Regions from separate parts of the Mus musculus genome. Here regions 2 and 3 are each linked to region 1. Evidence: chromatin contacts called from public Hi-C data. All regions are on one chromosome and are shown on one strand. Each heading gives the region's core, a stretch centred on a gene start, on an enhancer-like site or on the middle of the called end of the contact. The rest is flanking DNA. Distances are from core to core; before and after follow the strand shown. Region 1 overlaps Abca5 (ATP-binding cassette, sub-family A (ABC1), member 5). Region 2 overlaps Abca9 (ATP-binding cassette, sub-family A (ABC1), member 9). Region 3 overlaps Abca8a (ATP-binding cassette, sub-family A (ABC1), member 8a).

What was found. Hi-C and Micro-C count contacts between places; a contact is called where the count stands out from the background.
Region 2: a contact with region 1 is called in a Hi-C map of bone marrow-derived macrophages, with 4 times the contacts expected there. The contact joins two enhancer-like sites. A contact is called at or near these places in 3 of 39 promoter capture datasets (the 3T3-L1 cell line and macrophages), 23 of 484 Hi-C or Micro-C datasets (the AML12 cell line, the BV-2 cell line, the C2C12 cell line and 14 more), 3 of 115 datasets of contacts at active chromatin or transcription factors (bone marrow-derived dendritic cells, forebrain and microglia) and 1 of 9 other capture datasets (embryonic stem cells).
Region 3: a contact with region 1 is called in a Hi-C map of muscle stem cells, with 2.4 times the contacts expected there. The contact joins two enhancer-like sites. A contact is called at or near these places in 8 of 39 promoter capture datasets (the 3T3-L1 cell line, cranial neural crest, frontonasal cranial neural crest and 5 more), 5 of 484 Hi-C or Micro-C datasets (bone marrow-derived macrophages, liver, muscle stem cells and 2 more) and 2 of 9 other capture datasets (adipose tissue and embryonic stem cells).

The regions. Positions count from the first base shown.
Region 1 is chr11:110,265,598-110,270,311 of GRCm38.p6, forward strand. Abca5 (ATP-binding cassette, sub-family A (ABC1), member 5) reads right to left here. Exons shown (of 39, transcript NM_147219.2): 39 at 3,772-4,714. Among named protein-coding and RNA genes, the nearest start is that of Abca6, 16 kb to the left of the region's middle. Within about 2 kb of position 3,089, at least 92 of the 459 cell types and tissues checked have an H3K27ac peak or open chromatin away from gene starts, as enhancers often do. A contact at or near this core is called in bone marrow-derived macrophages, liver and muscle stem cells, where this site is marked.
Region 2 is chr11:110,127,624-110,132,536 of GRCm38.p6, forward strand. It overlaps Abca9 (ATP-binding cassette, sub-family A (ABC1), member 9), which reads right to left. Exons shown (of 39, transcript NM_147220.2): 23 at 4,144-4,251; 24 at 2,942-3,115. Among named protein-coding and RNA genes, the nearest start is that of Abca8a, 34 kb to the left of the region's middle. Within about 2 kb of position 3,283, at least 15 of the 459 cell types and tissues checked have an H3K27ac peak or open chromatin away from gene starts, as enhancers often do. A contact at or near this core is called in bone marrow-derived macrophages, where this site is marked.
Region 3 is chr11:110,059,005-110,063,291 of GRCm38.p6, forward strand. Abca8a (ATP-binding cassette, sub-family A (ABC1), member 8a) reads right to left here. Exons shown (of 39, transcript NM_153145.4): 19 at 4,018-4,216; 20 at 876-1,042. Among named protein-coding and RNA genes, the nearest start is that of Abca8a, 35 kb to the right of the region's middle. Within about 2 kb of position 2,212, at least 10 of the 459 cell types and tissues checked have an H3K27ac peak or open chromatin away from gene starts, as enhancers often do. A contact at or near this core is called in liver and muscle stem cells, where this site is marked.

The sequences.
Region 1 (4,714 bases), core at 1,839-4,338:
AAGATTTAAAATATGAAGTAAAAAAGAAAAAGAGTTTTAAAAAAAGAAAAAAGAAAGAAAAATCGAATAAAGGAAAAAAGCTTAAGAGTTTTTTTAAAAAATGGGATTGTAGAGCCCTCTTTGGGGGTTCTCTTCAAGGCCGGATTTCCAGCTATGGTAGAGATGCAGTTGTAGCTTAAGGCCCTTCTTGTCACTATTCAATGTGCTGCTCTTTGTGCACCGATGGCCAAGCCAGTCGAGTATCATGGACGTACAAGGACGAATTCATCTTAGAAGCTTTCCTTCTTGTGTATCAGGATTCAAAGTTAGCACACTCAACTACAGCCTGCGGGCTTGGCAGGTTCGCGCTCACGCCAGAAACCTCCCACTTTGTGCATCAGGCTGTAGCTAATGTCCAAGCCATGGGGGCGTCCCTGAGTACACGGGAGGATGAAAAGGGCAGCAAAGTACTGAGATTTGCACTGAGGGGAAGAGCCAAAGGAACCCGGCACTCGGCTTGCTGGTCTCAATGCATTCGAGGCATCGAGTAAAGCAAAGTGGCAGGGAGCGAGTCTAAAAGGACAACAGGGATCTGTTGGGCCAGAGCAGGGTGTTCTCAGTCCTACCTGGCAGCGAACCGAACCGCACACCAGGAAGACAGCCCCAGAGGCCATCTGCTCCCCAGGATCGGTGCTGTTCTCCAGGTATGTCATCTCCAGATGACAGGGCTCTGACCTCTCTCTGTCTTGCACAGGTCTAGCTCCGTGATTAAACTCCGCTTGCTGGTTTTCCAGTTACTCCCATAGGGCTTTGTGTAGCAGAATTTTTTCCTTAATTGACGGACTGGGTAATAAAGATGACAAGAAGCCAATCACTGGGCGAAGAGGAGGTGGACCTTCCCTTCTGAGAGAGGAAGAGGGCAGGAGAAGGGCACTTAATTTTTGGACGGAGAAGTGGGAGCAGACAAGATGTATACCAGGAAGTGTTTGGTGCCATCAGGATCTGCTACCAGAAGATTTCTAACTTAGAATAGATGATGAATTTAGGATGACAGATTCCACGCCCAGCAGTTGTTTTATCTGTTGATTCTAAACTAAGCTTGTCTGGTGTTTTTCATTCTGCAGCAACTCAGGTGGGCCAGAGGGAAAGAACTTAGCCGAGGCGGAATTCAGTCAGACTTTGGGATGGGAAAATTAGGCAAGGACTAGGTTATAGAGAAAAGGTAGCGGAGGAGCATGGATCGGCGACAGTGCCCCCCTGGCCAGCCATGGAAATTTGGAAGTGCTGAGTGGGTTTGGCACAGCTACCCATGGGAACCAAGAGAGCTATCTCGGAGCTCTAGAGAGGCAGAGCCAGCGTTGGTGGGAGAGGCCTTGGCAAGGGGAATTATGCGGCCTTGGGCTATGCGCCAATAGCGTGGATTGTTTTTTAGTAATTATACGCAACAGCTTTGTCCTTGTTCCAGATTGGGCAGGCTACCATGCCTTCTGTAGTTTAGCCCTACAATTACACTCAGCTTGTTGATGTCTGACTATTCCCTGCTCCGTGGCTATGCCTCGTGCCTCCTGCCTACCTAGACACCGAGGCACCAGACTCCTTCAATTGCAGCTGTTCCATTCTCTCTCCAAAGTATCTCAGTCTCAAACAGTAGGCCCTCTTCTCAAGATGGTACCTTGCTATACCATTAGATATAAGCAGCAGCATAATGGATTTCTTTTCCAACACTGGCCTGCCATGCAGGAGTCACTGAAATACTGTATCATCTCACTGGATTTATGAATTACCGCCAGTCTTTCAGCAGAGATGCCAAGCTTATCTTCCGTGTGTTATGGCTTTGTCGCCGCAGCCCCCACATCGCCCCTGTAGCTGAGGCTAAGAGATGTTTCCTCTTTCCCCTACATAACCTGTTTATCACTAGCCACAACATGTCATGATTCCCTACATTCTTTCTCTGTATCTTCAAGTAAAGACATTTTGCTACACAACCTTCTTTCTCAGGATCACACCAAGGACGCTTCTGACTGCCACCCTCCAGGCTCCTGTCCCCAGCATGGAACTTGAATGAAGTCAAATATCTTCAAATGGTTAGAAGTTAGATTTCAGACAGTCCAAGAAAATGGCATTGTTTTCTATCACTGTGATCTTGAGTCTCTCACTGTAAGAATTACCAGCTAAATCTTTAAAATGACTCTGTAAGAGAAATAATAAATCTATTTCAAATGCATAAATAATACTGGCTTTACTATAGAAAGTAGCAGTTGAGAAATAAAAAAAAACAAACTGGAGACTGCAGTGACCTCTCTAACAAAGGTGATGCCCCCAAAATCCCTTTTTAAGGGTTTGTTGTTGTTGTTGTTGTTGTTGCCCATCTCTGCCAATCTACCTCCCAGTTTTGTAAGTTATCAATATATTTGCGCTTGAATGAGAAGTGCTGAGATTCCCTGATCACGCGCTGGAGAGCTGGCTCAGAGGTTAAGAGTGCATCTGCCCCTCTAGAGGACTCAAGCTCGGTTCCCAGCTCTCAAACGGAAGCTCACTGCTGGCTGTAACTTCATTCTGGGGATGCTAACTAACATCTTCTGGCCTCTGCTGGCATTGCGTGCACGTGGTGCACACACATACATACAGGCAAAACACTCATTCACATAAAATAAGTAAACAGACAAATAAATAAAATATCCTTCAAGACTATTTTGTAGAATACCTGAAAATTTGGTTTTGTGACTTCGTATGTTTTTGTTGTGAGCCTAGCCTTTAATGGCCCGCCATCTCTCCAGCCCGGTTTTGTGACTTCTTAAAGGCATCAAAAGAGGGACTGAAAACCAGTGATTTACTCCCTGTGTTGAGCCTACAAAACCTATGACGACTGTATTTGTAATCCTTTGCTTTCAGTTTGACAAACGGCTGAGGCTGTCTGCTGGCTTGCTTCACATTTCTTGTCCTTCATGTCTTCTCTTGAGTCCTGTCACTACTCCCCAAACAGACTAGCACTTATGAAGCCAACACACTCAGTAGAATTGAGCCTCTGGTCACCAAGATTGCCTGGCTGGCTCTGCCTCTGCTCAGAAGGCTTTCTTTACCCAACTTCCTTCCTGGATTAGGAAGGTGCCCTCCCACGTAGCCCTCTGCTGCCACCTAGCGGTCAAAGGGTTTATCCACCTTTCCACCTTGTCTATTCCAACGTTGCTCTTGCAAAAGAAATTGGATTTGTTTTAATTTTTCTTCTTCTTTTTTGGGGAGAAGGTCACAAGGGTGGGGTAGATCTGAGAGGACAGGAAAGTGAGTGTTATCAGGTACGTGATGTGAAATGCCAAAACAACTAATAAAAATATTGTTAGAAAAAAACTGGGGCTTTTTCCATATGACAGAAATAAGATATTTTTTAAATGCAAACTTTAATTGTAATACTAAAAATAAAACACTTTTAAATAAATAATTTTGGAATTACCCCATTTCTGGTAATAGTCACCCTCCCCAGCACAGGGCTCTGCATGTAAATGGTAAATGGCTGTTGTAAGTTCTTTTGACTTTCAACTAGACAGAATGAGAAGAATATGTCCAGTGGCTCGCTAAGCAACAAGAGTCTCTTACTTTTTTTCTTGGTTATCTATTGTTGAATTTGAGTATGATTAAACTGCAGTTCCTCCCAATGTTTTCTTATCCCTTCATTTATGTGGGTCCTTAAGGGATATTACCATCTTAGGCACAGAGGACTGCTTCAAGTTTGAATTTAAGTCACACATCTAATTATGAACACTAAATGAATTTTGGTATACAAACTGAAGTCTGTCATAGATTTTTAGCTCTTAAAGTTTATTATTAATAATATAAGCACATTCATTTTTCTTAAAGGGCAGCATTGAGAATTGTACATATAACACATTATGAATAGAAAACAAGTAAATTTTTACCTTATAAGAATAGCTGATACAAAAATAATTCACCTGAGAATAAATTCTCTCACTTTATGTAATATGCTATTTCAAGGGGAAAGATGAGAACTCAATGTTAACAATATTAAAAATACATTAAGAAAAAGCATTTAAAAGCATTTGCTATTTAAAAAAAAAAAAGTCCTGCGTTTTGAATGCTACCTGAAAATGTAAGATGGCATTGTAACAAATGTGAAACGCACGATCGGAATGAGACGCTGAGTGACCAACAAAGAACCGGGAAACCAACACTCACCCTAGTAAAATTAACTGTGCTATTCATTTTCCTAGAAGATATTCTTAAGACTAGTAGCAAAGCATTGTCATATCATAACTGGTTATAAGTATCTATCCTTGTCTTAATAAAATGTAAGATCTTACAGAGCCGAACAGTTCATCCTTCTACCCAAAGAGCCCACTCTGAAACGCAGTCACTGGAAGGTGTGCTTAAAGTATCGAAACATGTTTTAACAGAGAAAACCAAAACTGGCTACAAATAATCTCTGACAAATTAAAGTTTTGGGGGAAAAAAAAGAACCCTGCTTTTTCCTAAGAACAGCATGGAAAGCAGGGAAGAGCCCACAGAAGGCAAACCTCCCAGAACGCTTTCCACTGCTTCCTCCTGACCGGCCCCTCTGCTGCAGACAGCAATGCCTTCAACTCGGCAGAGTCTGCCTTTGTTCTACTCTTACTGTTTGGCCACAGATGGAAAATATAAGGCAGGAAGGTGACGCTGCAGTTTGTTTTCATTTGTTGCTAACAAATACACTTGTTTCTTTACCTGTATTGAAAAGAAACAAAGT
Region 2 (4,913 bases), core at 2,033-4,532, 140 kb before region 1:
CTCACCCATCTAGCATCCCCCTACGCTGGGGCATCAAGCCTCCACAGGACCAAGGGCCTCCCTTCCCATTGATGCCAGATAAGGCATTCCTCAGCTATATATGCAGCTGGAGCTATGGACCCATCCATGTGCACTCTTTGGTTGGTGGTTTAGTCCCTGGGAGATCTGCATGGTCTGGTTAGTTGATAATGTTGTTCTTCCTATGGGGTTGCAATCTCCTTCAGCTCCTTCAGTCCTTTCTCTAACTCCTCCATTGGGGTCCCTATGCTCAGTCCGATGGTTGGCTGCGAGCATCCACATCTATATTGGTCAGGAACTGGCAGACCCTTTCAGGGGGCAGCTATAACAGGCTCCTCTCAGCAAGCGTGTTTGGGCATCAGCAATAATGTCTAGGTTCCGTGTCTGCAGATGAGATGGATCCTTAGGTGGGGCAGTCTCTGTACGGCAGTGACTGGAGAAAAGGCCATCCAGAGACTGCCCCACCTAGGAATCCATCCCATCTGCTGATATCAACTCTTTAAAATAATGGTATAGGCAATTTTAAGTTCTTTGTCTTGATGATGATGATGAAGATGATGATGATGGTGATGATGATGATATTGGTAGGGGAAACTAGGCAGCAAAGGGGGAAACGAGAAGGCTCCCTGCTGCTATTTCCTTTCCAGGAACTACTTGAGACATGAAAACCAACATGTCCATTTCTTCTCAAATGAATGATCCAACTGATGTTTGCTAATACCCTGGTAGATAAAGAGTCTGAAATTTTACAATTTTTTTAAAGAAGACAAATATTGAGTGCTAAACATGAATCAGTTCCAAGCGGCTTGTAACATATTTTTTCAAGTACTAGTCTTCCACTGCTTGGTAAAAAGTCATTCAGTACTAAGGAGCTTCTATTTGTACTAAATGGAGGTTAAGATGGAGATACACAACTGACCAAGGTTCAGAAAATGAGAGACTGCAGGTTGCTTAGTTCTTGACTACACCTCCCCAAGGCTCAGACATCATTGGCAGAGAGGATGTGGGATGGGTGTAAGCACCTGAGGTGGTAGATGATGCCCTATATGAACTCACAGCAGCGGGAGTAGCATGTATAAGATCTGTGCAGGCAGGAGCCAGGCCAAATGGAGAGAGGAGTTAGGCATACAATCTCAGCCCAAGTCATATGGAGCTACTGGCAATTATTAGCTGCTGAGAGACAGTGTCCTCTAAGAGTGTAGCCCCTGGTAAGCTGCATAATCTTCCATGGAGGACCACACTTGTCAAAATATTCAGGTTGATTTTGAAAGATTGTTTTTTTTTTAAAGAAAGTGAGATGTGAAACCAATTCAATGCAGCAGGCTTCTCTTCAAAGCAGGATCCAGATATTTAAGTCCCATAACCTAAAAGAGCAGGTTTCCATTTTCAGTTAGGAATAAGTTTCTCTTTTTTAAACCTGATGTGCCCTGTAAAACATGACTTTGAACACCAAACCCTGACACTATTACTGATGCTATGTTGTTCTTGCAGACGATCCTCGGAGAGGCTCTACCAGCACCCGAATGAGACAGATACTGATACTTGCAGCCAACCATTGGGATTTCGGTAGGGACCCCTACAGAAGAGTAGGGGAAGGATTGGAGGAACTGAAGGGGATGGCAACCCCACAGGAAGACCAACAGTGTCAACTAACCTGGACCCCCTGGGAGCTCCCAGAGACTAAGCCACCAACCAAAGGGCATACATGGGCTGGTCCCTGACCCTCAGCACATATGAAGCAAAGCCCTGCCTTGTCTGCCCTCAGTGCGAAAGGATTTGCCTGATCCTGTAGACTTGATGCCCCAAGGAGGGGGGACACCCTCTCAGAGGTGAAGGGGACAGGGGGTGGGAGAAGAACTCTGCAAGAGGGGTACGGGGAGGGGGGCAACATTTGGGATGTAAATAAATAAAATAATCAATTAATAATAACAAACGTGGAAAATAAAACTTGCTTTAATTGCTCCATCATGGAAGTGTTTTTTTTCTCATATATTTGGGATTAATAAAGTCTGGGTGGGTGAATTGGGAAAGAGTTGGGGAACAGGGTGTAAATACAATCAAGACAGGTCTGAAACGCTCAACTAATTTAAAAATAAGATTTAAAAATCAATAAAACATTGCTGGCCTTTCAGTAGTCAGTTACAGTCCTCAGAATGCTTAGAACTAAAGGCAAGGGTCATAACAGGGACTTCCAAATGGCCCAACAGCGTCAACATTAAAGGGTATGCTGGCAGTATAAGATAGTCTCAGTCAGTCACTCTTGGTCCAAAGCTAACACAACTTTAAAGGAAGCCTACAGTTAATGCAGCTCGTTATCTTCCACAGCCTGAGGCCAGGCCCCAAGAAAAACTGTGGGGTGACTGCAAGGCTGCGTCACATCATATTAATGTGCCGTAGTTCCCGCTCTGGTCATCTACAAGTGTAGAGAGCACCTTTCAAGCTGATTTTGTGCCCAAACCCCTGCCACCCTGGAAAAAGGACAGTTTTTGCATTCTATCAGTGAGAACCAAAAGAGCAAGGACTCTGCCTACCTCATTCCTTCTCTGCACAGCGCTCATTTTGCCTCAAGGTCTACCTTTTATGGGTATTCTGTTAGCCTCTCTCTCTCTTTCTCTCTCTCTCTCTCTCTCTCTCTCTCTCTCTCTCTCCCTCCCTCTCCCTCCCCCCTCCCCCCCATGTTTCAGCCCCCTTCTCCTGGCAGCTGCTAATATTTCCAGCTTGTGTGGGGCTTTCTTCCTTTTTTGAACCCCAACAAATCATTCTCAAGTTCCTTTCTGAGATTTTTTTTAAATTCTTTTATCAATGGAACCTAGATTAAACCTGCCAAGGGGACTCTGTGAACTAATATTATTCCATTCGCGGAAAAGATGGTCTAATAAAACTTCATCCCCAAAGTAAGAATTTCTAAATCTTTGCCACTTACCTGAATCAACAGGCTCTCCATCACAGATATAAACTCCTCAGAACTAAAAACACTGTCCATTATTTGCATGAGAAAGAGAATGAGGAAGTATATGGGAATGTCCACCAGAGCCTGTCCACACCAGTAAGCAGACGGGTAAAGGCCTGAAGTCCACAGCTGGGAAAGAACTTTTTTCTGATAATAATAATAAACAAAAACAAACAAACAAAAACAAAACATAAAGATCATCATAAAATCCTAGAAAGCTGAGACCCAGGCAACCACACGCATAGTCACAGCAGCTATTCTTACTGTATCCCTTTAATAACTATTACTCTTGTTTGGAAAATGACATCACCACTTGCCACAACCCTACACCAGAGGGACGGCTAATATTGCAAAACAAGACAGATAAGTTGACTCAGCTCTCCCTAAGGGGTTTTTTTTTAATCTACTGCTGGATACTGTCAAGAGTACGGATGTTAGCGATAGGTCCTTATTAAACACTTTTATATTTAATTTTTTATTTACAAATGCTGAGCTGTTGCGCATGATGCCTTGATTGGCAGCTGTCAGGCTTGTGCAGGGAGACTTTGAACAGGGATGGTAACTCTAGTTCCAGGGAACTGGACATCCTCTCCTAACCTTCATAGGCACGTGCACTATATGCATGTGATAGATAAATGCATGCAGACAAACACTCTTACACTTAAAATGTGTCTGATAGGGCATGGGAACAGAGGCCGGTCCATTATTCACTGGGATGGGAAGCAACAGAATGTGCAGAATTTAAAGGAAAAAACATTGCTACTTTAGTGGTATTCATTCCTGGTGGAGAAGAAACAGTTAACAAATGAGGAAAGTCTTATGACCATAAGCCCCATTCAAATATTTTGCATGGCAGTTTTTAATGGGCCTTATTAAACGGGGAAAAGGTCTGGGTTGAAACTGTCTTTGTGATGAGATATGAGTACCAAGGAGTGTGTTGTAGGAAGAATAGGGTGGTCTCCAAGAATAATTAAAAGCTGTCACTTGCTACTGGTTGGTGGCGCTATCCTGTTTAAGGAAAATGCGTTTTATTCCTATTTTGACAGCCTATTATTGAAATGCTCCATTATATATTGCAACGAACACACACATTAGATTCGCTACCTATGCTCACAAGATCCAAAGGAAGTTTTCCTGGGTGTGAAGGAGATCTGAAGACTTTAATAATGTCTTACTTTGTGGTCACTGATGCTGCCCATCGCAATGTAAGGGGTGAGGCTGGCAGCCACTGGTATCCAGAAAAATGCGTTGCTCATGAATCCGTACTCATAAAGCATGTGTTCCTACAATCATACAGACATGGTAAGCGGAGAGAAAGCAGGTCTCTGACTTGATTGTACTGTCCTCAGTGTATCAGCCAAATAAATGGGCCCGTCCCAAGGTTCTATCTGTAGAACAGAGCTCCCGTCTCTTACTCTAAGATTAAAGCATTTCACACATCAATAGCATTTATCTCTATGTCTATATTTAGCTATCTCCCTTTCTACACACACACAAAACAAAAACAAAACACATAATTTATTATATAATACACATTCTTGGAACACCCATGGAGAAGTTATTTTTTTCTATTTTCATAAACTTATGCCAAAGTAGTTCAGTTCGATATTTATAAAGAGTTATTCTTCTGCTTCTGGATAATGCAAAAGTATTAGATTTAAATGTTTTGGAGGACTAGGCTTTTATAAAGTCATAAGTGCATGGATGTTAGAAAGTAATTCCTTCCTGAGGACCAGATTTCATGGTAGAAGAAGGTGACATTTGAGCTTCCAGAGGAGGGGATAGGGGAGACCAAGAGTCCTTCCTACCCAGTCACGATGCCTATGTACAAACAATGACCAGCATGGCACTCTATTTCATAGGGTGTTATAGTGCCAGTCATATCTTGTTGGCAATCAGTGGCTGTCTAGGGCTAGTGAAGTCATGGTTCTTGAAGGAGAACTTA
Region 3 (4,287 bases), core at 962-3,461, 210 kb before region 1:
CACTCACCACTGCTTCTCCTAACTTCTATCAGCCACACCTCCTACCTTGACACCTTCCCCAGTTCTGGACTTTGTTTCTTTATAATCCATTGAGTACAGTTAGTGCTGCCCATATGAGAACTGGTATGGGGGCATCCAATGAATCATGGGATCTTAGCTATTTTTGTACTGCTATGATAAAACACCAGGACCAAAAGCAACTTGCACATGTCGGGGCGGGTATGTGTTTACTTTAGCTTACAGATATGATGCTGCATGAAGAGAAGTCGGTCATACCAACAAATCTTTATGTGGGCTCTGGGGATCTGAACTCTGTCCTCAATGCTTGCACCCCAAGTGCTTGACCCATTAAAATTCTTGCTGAGTCTTCAATTGTTCTTTTATAGACTATCTAAATATGGTTTGATAAAGATAATAATTCTCATGTGCTCATGATCTCTTCTAGTTAAAAATAATTCTGATAATTAAAAACAACTTTTGTTAACACCTTGTGACTTTTAGACTAAAACTTGTTAGAATCAAACAACGTATTCCGTTGAACTGATGGGAGCAATAGTAATCATGTAATTTAAATGTTTTTAAATTTAAAAGGTATGCCTACCAACGTGCTCCTCTTCCCAACTATCAAGTCTCTCTTTATAATCATTGTGACATTCAATTTTCACAACATTTCTATATAACCCTTAATTTTTTAATGTGTGCTGATATAAAACATATCTCCTTTATCATATATTTTTGGCTTCGTTGTTTCAATTAAGATAGAGCTTCCTAAACTGGATGTAAGCACATTCGTCTTTCTGTCATGTGTGTCTTTCCTAAGCAATGTTCTGAGCAGTGACAATATTCATAAACCACATGTTTAGCAACATGTTTACCTGTTTTGTTGACGATCAGTAAGTTCGTGAGGGGCGGCTGTGGTTGCTGGCCTGGTGTGAGGAAGTACATATGAGGGGCAAGCTCCCAACAGTAGTCACTTTGACGGACCATCCTGTAAATATTTGCTGACAAAATATGCAGAAGTCCAATCCCCAAAACCAGAATCCTAAACAGAAAAAATAATTGACAGCGTAGAGCTCTAGCCATTGTCCAGTCTTCAGAGCATTCTTTCAAAGGCATGGATATACTACAAGCAAGGCATTATTAGAGACAGACATTCATATGTGTGGTCCTTTGTCTTGGTTCTTAAATTATTCCTTGTCTTTAAAGTGGGAGCAAAAACCAAGGATTCCCCATCAGCACACTTCGCTTGATGCCCTCTGATCATGGGACAGCTTGTGCAATGTCCTTACATGGCAAGTTGAGCTCTAGCCTTGTTTTCTCTGTGTTTATCCTACTGTTCCCTCTCTGCTGCACAGTGCACCACTCCCCAGACTCACGAGTTGCTCTTTGCTCTTTGCTCTCTGCTCTCCTAACCATTGTCTCTAGTTTTGCTCATGGTAACAGTTTCTTTTTCTTTTTTTTTTTAATTAGGTATTTTCTTTATTTACATTTCAAATACTATCCCAAAAATTCCCTATACCCTCCCCCTTCCATGGCTTGTGCTGTAAGATCAAGAACTGACAAATGGGACCTCATAAAATTGCAAAGCTTCTGTAAGGCAAAAGACACTGTCAATAAGACAAAAAGGCCACCAACAGATTGGGAAAGGATTTTTTTTACCAATCCTAAATCTGATAGGGGACTAATATCCAATATATACAAAGAGCTCAAGAAGCTGAACTCCAGAAATCCAAATAAGCCCATTAAAAAATGGAGTACAGAGCTAAACAAAGAATTCTCACCTGAGGAATACTGAATGGCTGAGAAGCACTTGAAAAAATGTTCAACATCCTTAATCATCAGGGAAATGCAAATCAAAACAGCCCTGAGATTCCATCTCACACCAGTCAGAATGGCTAAGATCAAAAATTCAGGTGACAGCAGATGCTGGTGAGGATGTGGAGAAAGAGGAACACGCCTCCATTGCTGGTGGGATTGCAAGCTTGTACAACCACTCTGGAAGTCAGTCTGGCGGTTCATCAGAAAATTGGACATAGTAACAGTTTCTTAAGCCTCACTGACATAAGCCATTACTTATTTTTGTGTTTTCCTTTCCTTTGATTCCCATTTGAAAAGTTTAAAACTTGGATCCCAGCACTTCAGCACTAATGCGGAAACCTCATCCTTATTTCCTTCCAAGCATGGGTGGCACGGCCACAGCCACTGGGAAACGCAAACGTTGTGAAGTCAGCACAGCTGTTTGACACAGTTCCAGCAAAGCTGGGCTGAATGCTGTGATGGCTGTCCTTCTGTCTCTCACTTCTGGGTTCTTGTCTCTGTGTGTTACATTTGTGGAAACTCTGCATTATGACTCATTGTATGTCTTTTCCTGAGAAAATGATTTCTGAGTCTTTTTTAAGGAAAGTCCTAAACTCACCTCTGCTTTATCTGGCCTCTATTTGGAAAACTTCCTTGTGCCCTAGAGATTGCAATAAGCTAGGATAAACAAAAGCTAGGAAGTTGTAAAGGAGACCACAAGCCCAGGAATCCTCTTCGGGTATCTGCCCTTAAGCAAGCTCAAACAGTATAATTGGTAAAAGGTAAACCCTTACTGACTAGGATAATTAGCAACAGAGTCTAGGCTCCCTTTTATAATATGCTTAGATCTCTCTGAAATTTTAGTTTAGAGATAGGGAATCATACAAGGAACACCCCTGAAAGACTAGACCCCACTAAATTAGGAAGATTGACCAAAATAAACATTTTCTGTCTTATAACATAGATGATGAAATAATATTGTAAAGGGAGATAGGTATTAGTATTTGCTATTCATAAAAAAGACCAGTTTAGGTATTTTCTGCTTGTTTGAGGTGCTTTAAAACTGTAAATACTGCCAGCCTAAAATCAGGCTGTTGTTATATAATAAATGTGTTTGCTTTGACAGAAACATTCTTCAGAATCTTTGAATTGGAGTGATAGGGCTAATAATAAAAATAAAATCTGTTCTATTTGTGCTTTCTAATTGTGACTGAACTTGTAACCCCAGATTTGTAATGGAAAATCAAACACATGTCCATAGATAAAAGGATATACTGTGGACTTCTTGGATAAGCATTAGTCTGTCTTTGTTCTATGAACGGTATAAGTAAAAAGGTGACCTGATTGCTAGTCAGTCCGAGCTGCAAGATTCCTCTGACCACCACACCTGACTCACTCATCCCTTATCTGAGTCACACCTGACTCCTCATCTCCTCTTAGGGGCCATCCTGTCAACAGGCTGGGAAAGGGCCCCAGCACATGAGGAACTCCAAGACTTCTTGCCTGCTGGGCTCTGTGGCTGGCATCCCTCTGTTCTTGCACCTCCCAGTTTGTATTACAAAGCATTTCTGAATTAACTACAAATAGTTTTCTTCTAGTCTTAATCTTGATAATGTCCTCCATTTGAAGCATGTATTCAGCAAGTATTGACTGGGATTCTAGTATAAGTCCTGGCTCCTCTATGTGAACTGATTTACAACTTATTGATTGACCATGAGATGATCTCAGGGCGATAATGTCAAGAGATAAATTCCTTGAGAGACAATTGGTATCTTTTATGTCCAACTCCTAAAAATGCCTGACATCTGGCAGGAATTGATAAGGGACCAATTGCACATAAGAACCACAGAAAAGAGAGAGAATTTGAAGATGTATCAACTTTACAAACCCATTACAGTCCCAGAGAATTCTGTGAAATCTGAATCAGGAGATACACACACACACACACACACACACACACAAGGCTAAGTTCTAAGGTGTTCATTGTTTCTACTGTGGAGACTTTAAAGGAGAGATGGTAATGAAGAAAGACCCCAGGCCTCATACTATCTCTGAGAGATTTTTTTTTTTCATTCTATGTGTTACTATAATAATGTGTGAATACCAAGACTATTAACAGAAATAGCAAGTAGGGACCTGCTCTGGGATTTATTTTTATCGTTTTACTTATGTGTGCTTTAATGCAACAATTGGAATCTGCAACGATAATTTAGTACTCACAGAATAACGATGGATTTCCTTTCATGCTTTAACTTCAAGAAGCGAAGCCTGGTCACTGCACAGAGTTGCTGCCACCATAGAGCCATGCCCCCCTTCATCTTACACCTCCCATTAAGTAAAGAGACAAGTTGTTCTACTTCAGCAAACCTCTCTGGGCTCCTTGCCCCTCCAGCTTGTACATCTTCTGTCATACCAATATCTACAAAACAAAAGCCAGCAATCTCTAATGAGTGGTTAAAGTTTTCTCTGAAAACATTCTTTTTGATCCAG